5 separate regions of the Mus musculus genome follow, and regions 1, 2, 4 and 5 are each linked to region 3. A link is a contact called in public HiChIP or PLAC-seq and promoter capture Hi-C data. All regions are on one chromosome and are shown on one strand. The core of a region is the stretch at or near the end of the contact, and the rest is flanking DNA. Distances in the headings are between cores, read along the strand shown.

Evidence for each region. Promoter capture Hi-C pulls out the DNA fragments that hold promoters and counts their contacts. HiChIP or PLAC-seq counts read pairs in DNA pulled down with a chosen protein or histone mark.
Region 1: a contact with region 3 is called in an H3K27ac HiChIP or PLAC-seq map of embryonic stem cells, with 7 read pairs. The contact joins the enhancer-like site here to the promoter of Abcd3 in region 3. A contact is called at or near these places in 22 of 39 promoter capture datasets (the 3T3-L1 cell line, 3T3-L1-derived adipocytes, the C10 cell line and 14 more), 1 of 15 datasets of contacts at CTCF or cohesin (the NIH/3T3 cell line), 5 of 484 Hi-C or Micro-C datasets (CD4 T cells, bone marrow-derived macrophages, embryonic stem cells and 2 more), 25 of 115 datasets of contacts at active chromatin or transcription factors (DN3 thymocytes, acute myeloid leukemia, bone marrow-derived dendritic cells and 14 more) and 2 of 9 other capture datasets (adipose tissue and macrophages).
Region 2: a promoter capture Hi-C map of liver shows a contact between it and region 3. The contact joins the enhancer-like site here to the promoter of Abcd3 in region 3. A contact is called at or near these places in 13 of 39 promoter capture datasets (the 3T3-L1 cell line, 3T3-L1-derived adipocytes, the SN4741 cell line and 8 more), 1 of 15 datasets of contacts at CTCF or cohesin (the NIH/3T3 cell line), 1 of 484 Hi-C or Micro-C datasets (adipose-derived mesenchymal stem cells), 11 of 115 datasets of contacts at active chromatin or transcription factors (the NIH/3T3 cell line, bone marrow-derived macrophages, embryonic stem cells and 4 more) and 1 of 9 other capture datasets (adipose tissue).
Region 4: a promoter capture Hi-C map of hippocampal neurons shows a contact between it and region 3, with 2.0 times the contacts expected there. The contact joins the enhancer-like site here to the promoter of Abcd3 in region 3. A contact is called at or near these places in 6 of 39 promoter capture datasets (the C10 cell line, the HPC-7 cell line, hematopoietic stem and progenitor cells and 2 more) and 6 of 115 datasets of contacts at active chromatin or transcription factors (differentiating embryonic stem cells, embryonic limb bud, embryonic stem cells and 2 more).
Region 5: a promoter capture Hi-C map of liver shows a contact between it and region 3, with 2.4 times the contacts expected there. The contact joins the enhancer-like site here to the promoter of Abcd3 in region 3. A contact is called at or near these places in 3 of 39 promoter capture datasets (liver and pre-B cells), 9 of 115 datasets of contacts at active chromatin or transcription factors (the NIH/3T3 cell line, bone marrow-derived macrophages, embryonic stem cells and 2 more) and 3 of 9 other capture datasets (adipose tissue, embryonic stem cells and macrophages).

Annotation. Positions count from the first base shown.
Region 1 is chr3:121,557,202-121,560,345 of GRCm38.p6, forward strand. Gm40135 (a long non-coding RNA gene) reads left to right here. Exons shown (of 4, transcript XR_867598.2): 2 at 1,211-1,252; 3 at 1,678-1,934. Among named protein-coding and RNA genes, the nearest start is that of Gm40135, 14 kb to the left of the region's middle. Within about 2 kb of position 1,815, at least 44 of the 459 cell types and tissues checked have an H3K27ac peak or open chromatin away from gene starts, as enhancers often do. A contact at or near this core is called in the SN4741 cell line, differentiating embryonic stem cells, embryonic stem cells and 3 more, where this site is marked.
Region 2 is chr3:122,120,788-122,123,881 of GRCm38.p6, forward strand. It overlaps Abca4 (ATP-binding cassette, sub-family A (ABC1), member 4), which reads left to right. Exons shown (of 50, transcript NM_007378.1): 19 at 844-1,018; 20 at 2,772-2,903. The region is part of intron 2 of Gm40138 (a long non-coding RNA gene); the gene reads right to left. Among named protein-coding and RNA genes, the nearest start is that of Gm40138, 4.1 kb to the right of the region's middle. Within about 2 kb of position 1,609, at least 175 of the 459 cell types and tissues checked have an H3K27ac peak or open chromatin away from gene starts, as enhancers often do. A contact at or near this core is called in the NIH/3T3 cell line, the SN4741 cell line, adipose tissue and 6 more, where this site is marked.
Region 3 is chr3:121,813,498-121,816,601 of GRCm38.p6, forward strand. It overlaps Abcd3 (ATP-binding cassette, sub-family D (ALD), member 3), which reads right to left and starts at 1,805. Exons shown (of 23, transcript NM_008991.3): 1 at 1,512-1,805. The coding sequence starts at 1,621.
Region 4 is chr3:121,328,897-121,331,634 of GRCm38.p6, forward strand. All of the region lies in intron 3 of Alg14 (asparagine-linked glycosylation 14), which reads left to right. Among named protein-coding and RNA genes, the nearest start is that of Gm33310, 17 kb to the right of the region's middle. Within about 2 kb of position 1,480, at least 112 of the 459 cell types and tissues checked have an H3K27ac peak or open chromatin away from gene starts, as enhancers often do. A contact at or near this core is called in the HPC-7 cell line, hematopoietic stem and progenitor cells, hippocampal neurons and 2 more, where this site is marked.
Region 5 is chr3:122,102,844-122,105,745 of GRCm38.p6, forward strand. It overlaps Abca4 (ATP-binding cassette, sub-family A (ABC1), member 4), which reads left to right. Exons shown (of 50, transcript NM_007378.1): 12 at 1-37; 13 at 591-767; 14 at 2,465-2,687. It overlaps Gm40138 (a long non-coding RNA gene), which reads right to left. Exons shown (of 3, transcript XR_001783974.2): 3 at 2,313-2,710. Among named protein-coding and RNA genes, the nearest start is that of Gm40138, 22 kb to the right of the region's middle. Within about 2 kb of position 1,303, at least 52 of the 459 cell types and tissues checked have an H3K27ac peak or open chromatin away from gene starts, as enhancers often do. A contact at or near this core is called in adipose tissue, liver and pancreatic cancer cells, where this site is marked.

The sequences.
Region 1 (3,144 bases), core at 565-3,064, 260 kb before region 3:
AATGTGGTGCTAAGTAGAACACAGAAGACTCCAAAGGATAGTGACAAATGAAAACCATATGCCGATGGGATCCCGATATCAGGAAATGAGATTTCCTGAGAGGCCTGCAGGATGCTACTTGCGATAAGAAGCAGATAACTTTCAAATAATGGAATTTGGAGAAGTATTAAATGTCAGGATGTACCTAAATATTTGTTCTTTAATTTAATCTACCAAATCTAAAGTTCACATCAACAAACAAAATAGCTAAGAATTGAGTAAGACAAGTAAAACAAACTCACTTTTCTTTTCTTTCCCCCTTTTTCTTTATCTTTTTATTATTATTATTTTTTTGAGTCTCATTGTGTAACCCAAGTTGATCTTCAAAATTCAGCCCTCAGGTATATGCCTGTATCTGCTGTAGCTCTTTCTAAGACACTCCAAACAGAGGTGAAGAGACAGCTCAGTAGTTAAGAGAACTTGCTGGTCTTCCAGAGGAAGACCAGTGGTTCAATTCCCAGCACCCACATGACAACGTACAACCATGTATGTGGTACACAGACATACACATAGTCAAAATATCCAGATTAAATAAAATAAAACAATTAAACATCTTTAAAATTAAAAAATCTTAAACAAAGAAAGCCCAAATGTTTTTATTGTAGTATTTGGTTAGGAAATCTGAGCTCAACCCAAACATTTCATTCGTTAGTCTTATTATAGGTCAAATTTTCTGTCTAATCCTTCATTCAAATATATGTAAGGAGAGAAAGTGAGGCCACAGTGAATAAGGCTGTAGGCCTGAATAATACCCTAAAGAAAATAAGGTTATCGTATATTTTAACACATGTTTTAAAAAGTTTATTGCAAATTAATTGGCATCTATCAAATAAAATTTTAAATGTGGAAATTGTAAAATCATCAGTGTAATTATGTAAATAACTACTGCTGTATTTTAATGTTTTCCTTCTAGAGTTCTTATGTATATACATTTAAATTTTTGTTATTTGCATGTATGTATGTGTGTGCTCACCTGTGCACAGATGTGCACATTACTGCACGAATGAGGACATTATAGGACAACGAGTGGAGGTAGGTGTGTCCTTCTATCATGGGGATTCCAGGGGCTGAACTCATGTCACCAGGCTTGGCAGCAAGCACCCCTACCCACTAAGCCATCTCACCAGCCCCATGTAAATTTTATGTAATTATAATTTTTTTTTTTTTGTAGGAGCTGTTTTGAACTTTCAGTCATTCACCCTTACAGAGACTGGTAGGAATATCTTACCTTGTTGGGATAGAAACTTAGTTCCTTAGAGCTTTGATACCTGTGTCTCGGCTTTCCTTTGTACGTGCTAAATGTAACTCCTGAATTGAAAATAAGTTTTAACATATAGGTTGTGGTTAAAACAACACCAAAGACTAATTTTAAAATTCTAATTTGCTCAGCATAATGTCTAGATTATAAAATTAGACTACAGCTTGCCAGCTGTGTACCCAAGTTGGCACCAGGCACCTTCCTGTTGGGGCCATTGGCTGTAATACCACAGCTAAGTTAACAGTAACTACTTACTTGGCTACTGTTTCTTTGATGACCCATCGCCCTGTTAGTCTCTGTTTAGGTCACAGTTTGTGGTCTGGTACAGCCTTGGTTCTTGTGAATACAACTTAAGTATCGATGTCTTACTACTTTGCTAGTGTAGCTGTTAGGCTCAGAGCCTGGGTCTCCAGCCCTAACAACCCGAGGTCGCCGCCCATCCTCAGCACACCAGTTAACAGACAGCCTGATGTGAAAAGCTGAAAGAGAAGACTTATTCATCGTGGCCACAAAGCATGTGATTGCAGATCTTTGCATTAAGTGGAGAAGCCTCCGGAACAGGAAGAGGGAGGCTCCGAACGCCCATCACTATCTCTGTGCCTTTGTGTCACAAACAAAGGACCCAGTGATTCATAAGGTACTTGGGAAAACCAAGATGGCCTTAGAGTGAATGAAAGCAGGATTCGCTCTGCAGGCAGGTGCTCAAGCAAGCCTAAGGCCCAAGAATCCCAGTTTCCACTCCAAAGGGAAGGGAGGAATTCTCTGAAGGGCTAGCCTTTTCTTTTTAAGTGATTGATTTTGTTTGCTGGAGGGGGTTTGTACAATCCTTTCTGCAGTCCAAATGACAGCCTTACTTGTTTGCTGGGTCCCAGAGTTGACTTCCTTGTGACTCACAGTCACAGGCCTCTTGTCACGTCTCCCTGCCTCACCTGCACTTCTGACGATGGGCAAAGAAGGACTTCCGGAAGGCCCAGGCCTTATTTCTGTGGGGCAACCTCCAACCCTCCATCCAGAGGAATGGGAGGGAAAAGCCAAGTCTGAGCATGCGCGGTTTCCCAGCCTCTTCAGGCAGAGACATTCCTCTGTGGTCTACTTTTCCTTGAGAGCCCTAATCACAGCCTCTTCTCAACCACTTAGGGGACTCATTTCAGCTCCTCCCACACCCACGTCCCCTACTGCTGGAACCAAATCTGTTTTGTTCACCTCTTTGTGAAGCTCACAAGGTGCCTGGGGCCCTGAGGGCACTTTCCCAGTGAGGAGCTGGCCTTATTGCAGCAGGCGTATTGCAACAATGCCGCACACTAAGTGACACGTGTGTCCCACTGATCAAATGGGAAAAAATTACAAACGTTTTATCAGTGATGGTTACTGTCTCTGAGTGGAGAAATACTCTAGTGGGAAATGCTCTCTTTCCCAAGGGCGTGGCTGGCGCATTCTCCCGGCTGCTCCCTCAGCCTGAGGCAGTCCGTGACCTTCCCTCACCTGGGAGTTAATGGGAAGGAGGATTCTACCTTTCCAACTCCTAGCAAAGTTCTCTTTCGGTCACTTTTCATCTGCCCTGAAAACTTCTGTCAACCCTTCCTTTGCCACATTGAGTCAGGCTCATGGGACACACTCGAGGAGGCTGATTGGATGCGTCCGCTGCCACGCTTGAGTAAGAAGGACCCAGAGTGTGTCTACAGCAGAGGGAGGTCAGGTCCCCAGAGTCCCGTTCCCAAGTGAATCTGAAGGACAAGAACAAACTAAGCAGCAAAAGTAGGTGTGTGCCTGGGAGAACCAAGACGACCAGGACACTGACACCAGAGAACCCACATTAGAGTGTTTGCTTAGGGTGGGGCCTTGCTTCC
Region 2 (3,094 bases), core at 359-2,858, 310 kb after region 3:
CCCTCAGGTACCACTTTGCAAAGCTGATGTTGGAGACCTGAATCCTCACAGAGCTGGTTTGCAGGCTAAAGTAACTCTAGAAGATCCTCCTCCCAGAGTGGTATGATAAGGTTCCATTTCAGCTTTAGTTGTGGCCAGGAGACACAGGCAGACAATGCAACGGGAGTTGGGGACAGAGCAAGGGACCATTAGTTAATTAGACTTAATACTCTGACAGTAATCTTGACTCTATAAGTGAACTTCGGAAAAGATGCTGTGGTGGGGGGTGGGGGGTCACGGGGAGGGGGAGAGTAGGTTGGTTGATACTGGAAAGGGCACGGAGCATGGGGAGGAAGGAGTTACGATGAGGAAGAGTAGGTTGTCCTGGCTTGAGGAGTCAGGGCTGGTGCCAGAAACCTATGAAGATCCGATAGACTGAGCCTTGAAGCAAAGACGGAACTCGGGGTTAACTCAATAATAGACAGGAGCTATTTCAGATGGGTATGGACCCTGGGCCCATACTTGCCACTTGTACACCATGTAGCCTTGATAGAACACTTGATGTCTCTCAGTCTTGGGCTTTCTAACCTATTGAAAAGAGCCTAGTTATATCTACCTATAGGACTATATGTGTGAAGTGAGGGATTTGTTGGGAAACATTGGAAACAGTGCCTAACTCACAGTAAGTGTGAAATCTATGGCCAGTGCAACTATGACTACTCCTGTTTTGATCTTCTTCACAAAGCTGCAGCCACATGGGCAGGTGAAGTTACAGCCAGAGCACAGGTCTGAAGGAAGCAGTGTGTTCATGAAGCACGGCGTCATTAACATGTGGTGTTTCTACAATGTGTTTTTCCCTCCAAGACTCCTTTTTTGAACGCGAGCTTCCAGGGCTGGTGCCTGGTGTGTGTGTGAAGAACCTGGTGAAGGTTTTTGAGCCCAGTGGCCGGCCAGCTGTGGACCGTCTGAACATCACTTTCTATGAGAACCAAATCACGGCGTTCCTGGGTCACAACGGAGCGGGAAAGACCACCACCTTGTGAGTTCTCTGCCAGAGAGGCTGTCTCCCATCCTATCATTCCCCGGCTTCATTCTCTCTCCCCAATAACTCCACTCTGTTCTTCCTTACTGAATTTCGGTGGAAACATATACACTCACACACACCTCCCACGGTGAGGATAAAAAGCCGTGGCTGCCCATGTCCCCGGGCTATTTTTATGTAGCACTCCGTTTCCTACCAATTAATAATTAGGATGCTTTAGTGCTGGTGTGGGACCTCTGATGGGATGGCTACCTTTCTGAGAAAGTGTAGGGAGAACAGTGAAGTAGACTCGCTGCCTGGCAGAAGGCCAAGGGCAGGAAGCTTTGAGGCTCTGGGTGGACTCCTCCATCCATCCTTTAGTTCTGGAAGGGGTGCGAGCGCCACCTGCTGAGAACAGGCAGTCAGGGCTCCGGTGCAGACCTCCGATGGGCCGATGGGCCGGTGGAGGAGGGGTAGGGGTCAACAAGCCATGTGACAGCAGCCATCAAATCCTTGGCTTGCAGAGCCCCGGGAAGGAACAGCAGTGTACACCCTGCTCCGGAATGTGCTCCCGGGCCTTTCAATGGGAATGGAATGCGGGGCTGGTGCCATTGGGCTTGGTACTGTTTCCCTCTAGTGGTTGATCAACATTTCAGCTTCGAAGTACAGGTTCAGATAGCATGCGATTTTATCAGAACTTGGGACAGAACTGGGCGTGGCATCCTAAGGCTATCTCCTTGCTAACTCACGTGGTGGGAGGACAGGAAACTCCATTCGAGACCCCAGGACCTCTAGAAGACAAACACATTACTTCACTCAGTGCAGAAACTAAACTTCCACTGGGGTCGGAACACAAGCGCTGTCCTAATGCTGGGAATAGCATAACATTTTAAGTTTCACTTTGTGCTGGGGCCTGTTTTTGTTTTGTTTTGTTTTTCAAGCATGTTCGATTCACTTAACTTAGACAACTACCCAAGCAGGTGGGAGACATGTTTTGTATAATTGAAGAAAGAAAAGAGAAATCACAACATTGTTCACATTTTTACATTTGGAATTCCCAAACGAATTTGTTTGTGTTAGCCAGTCAGCAGACAGGCTGCCCAGCTTCTCACTGGCATCAACTGAGCTTTGGAGAGTCACCAACCCTGCTTCTCCACTGTCAAGGGCTGCACGCCCAGGCAAAGCAGTGGGGCTGGGTCCTAAATCCCTTTAACTGACCACAACTGTGACTACGACAGTGGCCACAATGGCTGGCCACATCAATAGCCACGGAGCAACCACTATGACAGACCTTCACGGTGGACACTACCGCTGACCACAGAGTAAAACAACAGTGAACACTGTAGCTGACCACATCCGTGAATATCACTCTGACAGACAGTCATAATGGGCACCACAACTGACCACCACAGTGGCCATCCAGTGGGCACTACAACTGACCGCTGCAATGATGGCTGGGTGATGATGGGGTGGGGTGTCTGAGTCTGGGAATCCCCGAGGCTCTTGATACTGGCCCAGGAACACTTGGAAATAAAAAGTAGAGAAAGAAGGCCCTTGTGGTCTAGGCACTAGGACTTGAAGCAAGGCACTGGTGCTAAGTAAACCCTGTGTGGAAATGTTCTGGGCCCCTCAGCTACATCAGGTTTGAGTTTGATAGAGAGATAGGGCAGGTGTCACTACAAGCATCCTTCTGACCCTGTATGGGGTTACCCTCATCCCCTGGTGAGTTCTAACAACCATCTCTTCTGCCACTTAACCCTGTGTTCGGCAGGTCCATCCTGACAGGACTGTTGCCACCGACGTCAGGAACTGTGCTCATTGGGGGAAAAGACATTGAAACCAACCTGGATGTAGTACGGCAGAGCCTGGGCATGTGTCCACAACACAACATCCTGTTTCATCAGTAAGTGAGCTGGAGTTGAGATACTCCTGGGCAGGGGTGGGGCTCATTGGAAGAGCACTTGCCTGGCCCATCCATCACCCTGGGTTCTGCCCCCAGCACCACAGGAAAACAAAATATCTGTCAGAAACCCCTGTTGTATACTGGCTGGTTTCATGTCAACTTGACACAAGCTAGAGCCACTGGAGAAGAGG
Region 3 (3,104 bases), core at 555-3,054:
CCTGCAAACCTGACATTTATGCTGCATATTGTTTTCTGTATGTATACAGTGTCCCAGTAAAGAGAACTGCTTTTTCTTCTTTTTTTTTTTTTTCGAGACAGGGTTTCTCTGTGTAGCCCTGGCTGTCCTGGAACTCACTCTGTAGACCAGGCTGGCCTCGAACTCAGAAATCCGCCTGCCTCTGCCTCCCGAGTGCTGGGATTAAAGGCGTGCGCCACCATGCCCGGCTTGAGAACTGCTTTTAAATCAGTCAGAGTTGTTAGCAGTCAAGTTCCCTCACTACTAAAATACCTACTCTAGGCGCTGAAACGCTTCCCTACAAAGACTAATTCAAGTAATTAAATGTAAAGCATTTACTATGTTCTATCGGCACATTCCAAGTAACTGATAACTTCTAATCCCAAATGAGAGTTCAGAAAGGGCACGATCTAATAGAAAAATATTTCAAATTAATCGTCCCCCTCCAAGAACCCTTAAAAAGGACGAATAGTATGTGAAGGAGAGGCATATCATTATTTTGTAAAGCTGATTTAGGAAGAGAAGGGCCAATGCTGCAGCCAATGAGCAAGTCAAAGTAGATAAGACAGAAAATACTTCATGAAAGGATACATGGAGCTCTCTGCTAGTATTTTAGGCCAAATTCTAATAATAAGATAGTCCGAGCAAACCAAAAGCAGGAGACAATAAATAGTACCTACCCAGAGGGTTGATGAAATAAAATGCATGAAAGCATTATTCTAAGATTGGACACTAAATATCCAAACACTAGTAAGAATGCTTAGTTAGGAAGTAACCTTTTCTTTGTCGCTCGCTGAAATCAAATGGGCGACAAGAAGTTAAAATTGTGCCTGTAATCCCACCCCCAGAACTCAATTCTCCCTTCTTTCCTAATCTCCCAAAAGTTCAAAGTAAACTTTAACATTCTCTCCAGGCAGGTAGCTGTATGGTGTAATTAACAAGTGATCTTCACCTAAAACACACTTTCACCTTTCACCTATAAAGTCGACGGAGGAAACTTTGTCCTCCACACACCGCTGAGCCAATTCAACCTTTCCAAATGAGGGCATTCACTGACCAATTCCGGAAAAAGAGGGCACCGCTTTAGAAGAAAATCGTGCCCACTGGACCCAGAAAACCCCAGGAACGCCCCTGGCTACTATCCACCGCCACTACTCCGGAGTCGAGCTGGCGAGTAAAATGCCCATCCCGAACGAACGCAAACCTTAGCGTTCAGTGGCGATGAGATGGCAAAACCAGAATGCACCCATAAAGTTGACATGCACGGGGAGATGGTGAGGGGGCGCGGGGGCGCAGGGACGCGGCGTGTCCTCCTCCCTCCCGTGGTGTTGAGATTGCGCGGCGGCCGCCAGGCTGAGGGCCGCAGGGCTCCGGGACCGCTGGCCCGGTTCCGCGGGCACCCGCGCAGCTCGGGACCTGGGAGAGAAGGGCAAGGCGCGCGCCCGGAGCTCCCCGCTCGGGCCCGGGGAAGGCGGCGCGGCCGCGAGCCTCACCCGTGCAGGCCGAGGGCGCGACGCCGCTTATGGAGTAGGCAGAGCAGCAGGAACGCGGCCCCCGCCAGCGAGGTGTTCCGTGCCGTCAAGTACTTGCTGAAGGCCGCCATGGCACCGGCAGGGCGAGCGAGCCGCGGGATAGGGGACGCGCCGGCGACAACCTCAGTGCAGGAACCGCGGGGGAAACTGGGAGGATAGCTCGGCGCCGAGAGAGGGCGGGGCCGGCCGCGCGGGAACGCCCCCTGGCGCGCGCCGCCGCGCCGAGCCCACCGTGGACTTTGGCTTCCCGGGCGCGCGCGCGGGCGCGGGGCGATCGAAAGGGTCGTTCCCCGGGGGGACGCTCTGCGCACGCGCGGACCCCCGCGGACTCGGCCGGAAACGCGGCGGGCAGACAACGCTAGTCCTCCGCGCCGGTCTCCAGCAGCCCACGCTTCGGCCTTGCGATCTCTGCTTGCACACACCCTAGCTTTCTTTCACAAGAACTGGAAGAGCGGGCCGGGCCTGCGCCACGGACTCCGTGGGCCCTGCCCCTCCGCCACCCCCTGGATGGGTCGGTACCACCCTCTTAAAGAAGCCGGGGGAGGAGGGGAACGGCCCCATCACTAAAAAGGTCAATATTTGCAACTTAAGGAGTGAAGGGAGACCTGGAAAAGAAAGACTACAATCAGATAATCTTATTTCAAGTCGCCGTGGATTAGGTCTCTAGTTCTGTAAAATCGGTTTGGGAGGACGGGTCCACCACTCTGTTAATTTTTTTATAAAAATAATGTAGTGGGAAAAAGCTCAGAGTGCGTGACAAAAAGGAGTTTTAAGAAACAATTACTCTTTTTTGGTAGATATGTACAAGGATGGCGATAAAAAAATGTATTTCTTTATGTTAGGTCTGGTCAAAGAAAGTTTGAGAAACTCTGTTCTTTGCAAAGGGACATTCAGAAATAACAATCGTGCGTTGTATTAATGCTGGCCTTACTCCCAGAAGCAGACGAACTTTACAGATTACAGCATTCTTCTCCTGTCCCACCCCTATCATGCAGAAAGTGTTATCCCTAGCGTTTAGTCTAGCGCATGCACAATAACTTAATGAATGGCTGTTTTCAGTTTAAGAAACTGTCGAGAAGCAAGTGTCAGAAAGGAAGCTTCTAAAACCTCACAAAATATATAAATGTTGCCTACGCATAAAAGGAACCAATGAAACAGTGATGCCTAGGTGTTTTCTCTGTGTGAATGGTTAAATGGTTATGAGAATGGCAAAGACCACACACCGTGGTGTGTGCTGTGTGCAGGTGCTCAACAATCGTCAAAAGTCTAAGTTACGCAGAAGTAGAGCCTGTACCAAATCCTCCATATGCCGTTTGTGTGTTTTCCCATTACCCTGGGAATCACTTAGGTAATTAGGTATGCCTGGCACAGAGAATACAAGTATGAACAATCAATCCCTTATTCTCCAGAGGCTGGTGCAGAAGAAAAACATGAAGAAAAATATGGATGAGTTTAAGTGTCAGCTTAGAGAAGTGAACTAAGTGCTATGAGAATACCAATAAGAGAATTTAGAATTTTCCTAGAACTTTTCCTTAACACTTGACAAATAGGATG
Region 4 (2,738 bases), core at 230-2,729, 480 kb before region 3:
GGGCCCTGGTAACTGGTGGAGGCTTTCTTTCATGGGGTTCAAAAGAAGTAGGAGTTTGGCTGCTAAGGGTCATAATGAAAGGAGTTCTCTGGCTTGATTGGTAGATTAGGTCTTACAATAATTTCTCTACAGAGGCAGGTGGATTTCTGAGTTTGAGGCTAGCCTGGTCTACAGAGTGAGTTCCAGGACAGTGAAGGCTACACAGAGAAACCCTGTCTCAAAATAATAATAATAATAATAATTTTTTTATTGCACACATCTGTTCCCATAATGCATCTGCTTTTAAGCATAGGTACACACCACTATGCAGAGGCATGAGATGACAAATAGGGGGATTCTCCTTAAAAGCCACCTGAGATTGCAGCTTTGCCTTACTGGTCATGCACCTAAAACCTGTTTGCACTGGATTAGACTCTCCTTTGGTTTTTGTTTTTTTGTTTTTTTGGGTTTTTTTGTTTTTGTTTTTGTTTTTCGAGACAGGGTTTCTCTTGTGTAGCCCTGGCTGTCCTGGAACTCACTCTGTAGACCAGGCTGGCCTTGAACTCAGAAATCCACCTGCCTCTGCCTCCCAAGTGCTGGGATTAAAGGCGTGCGCCACCACACCCGGCTAGACTCTCCATTTTTTTGTACTGGGTGAAGTGGAAATGTATTTGAATGGACAGATTACTGTTGGCAGAGGAAGTTATCACATTGTCCAAAACGGAGCTTATGGGTAGCCCGATGCCTGAGGTGGTGTCATAGGTTTCAAGTCGCCTTGTTTAGACAGGCATATATGTGCATAGTGTGTGCAGGCAAACACATTATTAGAAGGAGGGACTTCTCAGCCAGAACCAAGTAAAGTCCAAATCACAGAGCTGTTTATTTTTCTTCCACTTTCAGGTTTCATTTCGACTGTAGTCATTCTGCTCCCTTAAGAACATGCACTAGCTTTCCCCATGAAAGGAAGAGGCTCCCTCAGGCCCACGTGCCTGCCGGGCTAGCAGTGCGGCAGCTCAGAGCGCGAAGCTTGTCTGCCTTACCCGCTTGCCTGTCTGTAAGTGGAGCTAAGCATAAGCCTTTCCAAGCCAATCCAAACAGAAAGGATTCTATCACACTGTCCTCTGCTCCGTGTGCAGGATAAACGAGATCATTTTGAAAACCACTTGTTTAGTTTTCTTCAGTTGCGTTTCCTCTCCTGCCCAGTCATCTGTAATACATGAAGATAATAATATTCCTCTCTCCCTGCTTGCTGTCTGTCACATATGCAACCTTCCCACGGACATACATGTTTCTAACAAGTTCTGTAGTGAGCAGAGTCCACTGGATGTGTGGATCCTCTCAAGTATCCTTAGGACTAACAGATTCATAGTTGAGTTACCAACAACACTGACACTCTGGCTGGGTGAGTCTGTAGCCACTCTGCCCACACATCGAGCATTTAATTTAAGCTTACAGTTTCTGTTTCACATTGTGAGAGGGCTCAGAACAGAATCGGTGTCAAAGTAAGGCTATGGCTGACTGGCGGCTGCTTTGAACTGTTGTTACTTCCCTATTCAAGGAAGGACTCTGACGTTTGAAATAAGTTTTCTTTCTAAGTTGATCCTTTTTCCACTTGGCAAGCATTGCCTTTTTCCTCTGCAGAATCCAGCACGTTGTCTGCCGTTTCCATCCCTCAGCTGGCTTCGCTTGCATCTCTCTCTGAGCTGTTGCTCTTCCTGCCTGTTAGGCACATGTTAGACATGGGCCTGATGGTGCCTCCTCCTTTCAAAGGGGAAAGCTAGTGTATTTTCTTAAGGTGGCAGTACAACTGCAGTAGAAAAAGCCAGCTAAAGTTAGAAGAAAAGGGAAAGTGTGGAGCTGAGAAGCTCAGTGGTTAGAACTGGCTGCTCTTCTAGAGGAACAGACCTGGGGGTCCCAGTGCCCATTACCAGGCAGCTCATAATCACTTGTAACTACTCTTCCAGGGATCCGATGTCTTCTTCTAGCCTCCACAAGCACCTGCTTGCACATGGTGTGCACAAATGTGTGCACACGCGGGCGAGAACGCACTGCTTTCCAAGAAGGAACAGACGTGTGGTCAGAGATCATGAGCCTGGGAGAGAGCTGTCCTTGTGGACAGGAAGGTGGGAAGTGCTAGTGGCTACTTGAGAGCAGAGTGTGGAAGAGAGGGAGGAAGTGTTTGAAAATGACCTCAAATGCACAAGTAAGTCTTCCAGGCAGTCTGGCTCTTCCCACCTAAAAAGGTCCCTGAGCGCCATCAGCTGTATTCAGACATAGTTTCAATTCAGGAAGGTGGTTCTTTTTCTGGACTTTTAACCATCCTCCTCTGCTCTTGGTTAAGAAGAAGGGAGGGAGCGGGCTTGCACAGCTGATGGCAGATGTAGTGGAGCTTCTAGAGGGGCTGATGCAGACTGTCACCAGAGCCCGTATGGGAGCAGAGGGGAACTTGTACCGATCTGAGGACAGACAGACTGTGGCTCTTTAAGGAAGGGTAAAAGCAGCACTCAGCTTGGCTACCTGAGAACCTATTAAGGTGTTCAGAGCATGTTGGAGTTCAGCTAGTACCCGAGGTGAGAGGTTGGATAGAAGGGGGACAGGAAGGAGAAATTGCTAGCACCTACTGCAGCTGTGTAGTGACTGCTTACAGTTGTGGGGGGGGGCGGGGGCGGGTAGAAAGGATAGAATAGTAGAGTGTGTAACTGTGTAACTGTTCCTTGGCAAACTGTGGCTCCCTCTGAATTAGTCCCTGGAGTTTCTCT
Region 5 (2,902 bases), core at 53-2,552, 290 kb after region 3:
TAGATGTGGTGGAGAAGACCAATAAGATCAAAGACAGGTGATGGCTCAGTCTTGAAAGGTTTCTCCAAAACTCATGGTGAATTATATTTGGTAGCGAGTAGAGGATTAAGGGCAAATGCAGCCTATGGATCAACGAAGGGAAGCTAAATGGGAGAAAGTATGATTTGTGCAGATGGAGGTAGACCGAAGCAATCACCTCGTGAGTCATGGCCATCGGAGTTAGCACTGTGACCCCAAAGTAGAGCTGGCTAGTTTGGGAAACATGTAGGACATCATTTCTCAACCTGTGGGTCACAGTCCTTTCACAGGGCTGGCCCCAGACCATCAGAAAGCACAGATATTTATATTTTTCTAACAGTAACAAGATTACAGTTAAGAAGTAGCAACAAAAATAATTTTATGCTTGGGGGATGGGTCACCCCAGCACAAGGCGCTGCATTATTAAACGATCGCCACGTTAGGAAGGTTGAGGACCACAGCTTGAGGAGAATTCGTCAAGGGACCGAGTTGTGGGGTAACCTGGGCTTGTGAAGTGAGTGAGTTACCCACTCGCACTTACATCCTTCCCCCTTCATCCTGTGCCTTCTTAGGTACTGGGATTCTGGTCCCAGGGCGGATCCTGTCGAAGATTTCCGGTACATCTGGGGAGGTTTTGCCTATCTACAGGACATGGTGGAGCAAGGAATCGTGAAGAGTCAGATGCAGGCAGAGCCTCCAATTGGAGTCTATCTCCAACAGATGCCTTATCCCTGCTTTGTGGATGACTCGTGAGTCCCAGACCTCTATCTTCCTCCCTGAGCTGAAAAAGCAGTAAATGGGGGTGCTCTCAAGGCTTCAGCATCTCCCGAAGGAACCCCAGTGATGAGGGAAGACTGGGGAGCATAGGGTTCTGACCGAAGAAGATGCTGGCTCTGCACTCCAGACGGAAGCAGAGGGGGAAATAAATGATAGGGTGTCGGGGGTACAAAAGGGAAATTGGAGGTTCAAACAATAGGAGTGAGGTTGAAGTGGGGGGATGCCCGCTGTTTAAATTTCCACTTCGTAGTATGTTTGGTATGTGGAAGGTTCTGGTCAGGGCGTTTTCCCAGTGATTGCCAGATCAGCAGATTCAGACTGCGTGGCAAGAAGGCCTGGTACCTAGGAGCCTCAGAATAATGCAGCTCCTTCCCCAATTAACATTCCTATGATGTGTGTTTGGTGAAAAGGTAGAGGAATGTGTTGTTGGATGAGCTCTGGCCTCCCTCTCTGACCACCCCCATCCTAACGCCTGTCCGCCCTTTGACCAGTAGCATGCTAAGCAAACAGCCTGCTGTTTTGTTGAAAATAGATTTTGGAGTGGTGGAGAAAGGGACAGAGGGGGAGAGGTGCTCAGAAGGCTTATTATCATGGTAGATGGGGTCAGAAACACTCCCTGACCTATAGTTGGCTAAGGAATTTAACTCCTGGGGTGTTGAGATCACGGGAAAGTCACTGTAGCACGAGTGTGTGTGACTGTGGGATCCGGGAAGCAGAGATGGCAAAACGTGGTGAAAAGAGTCCCGTGGCCAGCTGGAGAGATTGTAAAATAAAGCCCAGTGTACACACGGGAAAGCAGTGCTCGACACTGTGGCCCCATCAGGTCTCCAGCTCTGCAGAAGACTGCAGAGATAACGGTCGCTGTTCAGAAGTTAGTTTTACTTTGGATAAGAGGCAGAGATGGGAAGGAGAGCCCAGGTCCACTTGCAGGGTCAGAAGGGGAGGGGCTGGCAGGAAAACGGGTGAGTGTGGAGAACCTGTGGGAATCGGAGTCATTCAGTATGGGAGAGCCCTCTGGCGGCCAGCCTCGGAAGTGCATGATTTTTGGTTGGTTGGTTCCCTCCCTAGGGCCATTTTGAGTGAAACTATCCTCCCACGCTAGGCACTGGGCCCTTCCTTTGACAACACCCAACAGTTTCAATAGATAATAATCCCAAGGGCTTTACCAGTGCATTATTCACAGGGGAAACCTGTAACGCTTACCCTAATGTGATTCCATCGTGTCAAATCCGTCCTGCTTGCCGAGAGCCTATCCCAGGATCTACTCCACTTACGAATGGATGGCTCTCGGAATCAATGACTATTGGATCATTGCCTTGTTCAGATCACAACCCACACCATCAGGTCTACAGTCTTTCCCACAAGCCTTCATGGGGAAGATCTAAATATACTATATGGCATATATACTATAAAGAGATGGTATGTTTTATTCCTACACATATAGAGCATCCTCCATCTGGGCTGTCCAGAACGGCTCCATTTTGCCTTAAAGAAAGAAATGACAAATGAGAAAGGTATTTAAGAGGGCTCAACCCAGTGAGGGTCCAACGATTTATTTTTCTGCTCTCCTTCCCTTCGGGCTTCATTCTCAACTCTCCATTCAATAAGTATTTTACGTTGATTCTACCAGGGACAGCTGGCTCTGTTCTGCTTTTTCCTCTCGCTTCAGCTTCATGATCATCCTGAATCGCTGTTTCCCTATCTTCATGGTGCTGGCGTGGATCTACTCTGTCTCCATGACCGTTAAGGGCATTGTTTTGGAGAAGGAGCTGAGGCTGAAGGAGACCTTGAAAAACCAAGGCGTCTCTAATGCTGTCATCTGGTGTACCTGGTTCCTGGATAGCTTCTCCATCATGGCGCTGAGTATCTTCCTCCTGACGCTGTTCATCATGGTAAGCCGGGTGGAGAAGACAGTCTTTAAAAAAAAAATGGCTTCATTGTTTCTGCTCTCCTCCTGTTGGTGAGCAAGTGCTTGGACTAGTTAGCTGAGCATTAAAGACAGCAAGACAGGTAATTCCTCACCTTTCAAGCAAGGCAGGACCCTTAGAGAGCCAGCACCCTCAATTCCCTGCCTCCCCCCCAGCCATGTATCGTTATCTCTTCCCCT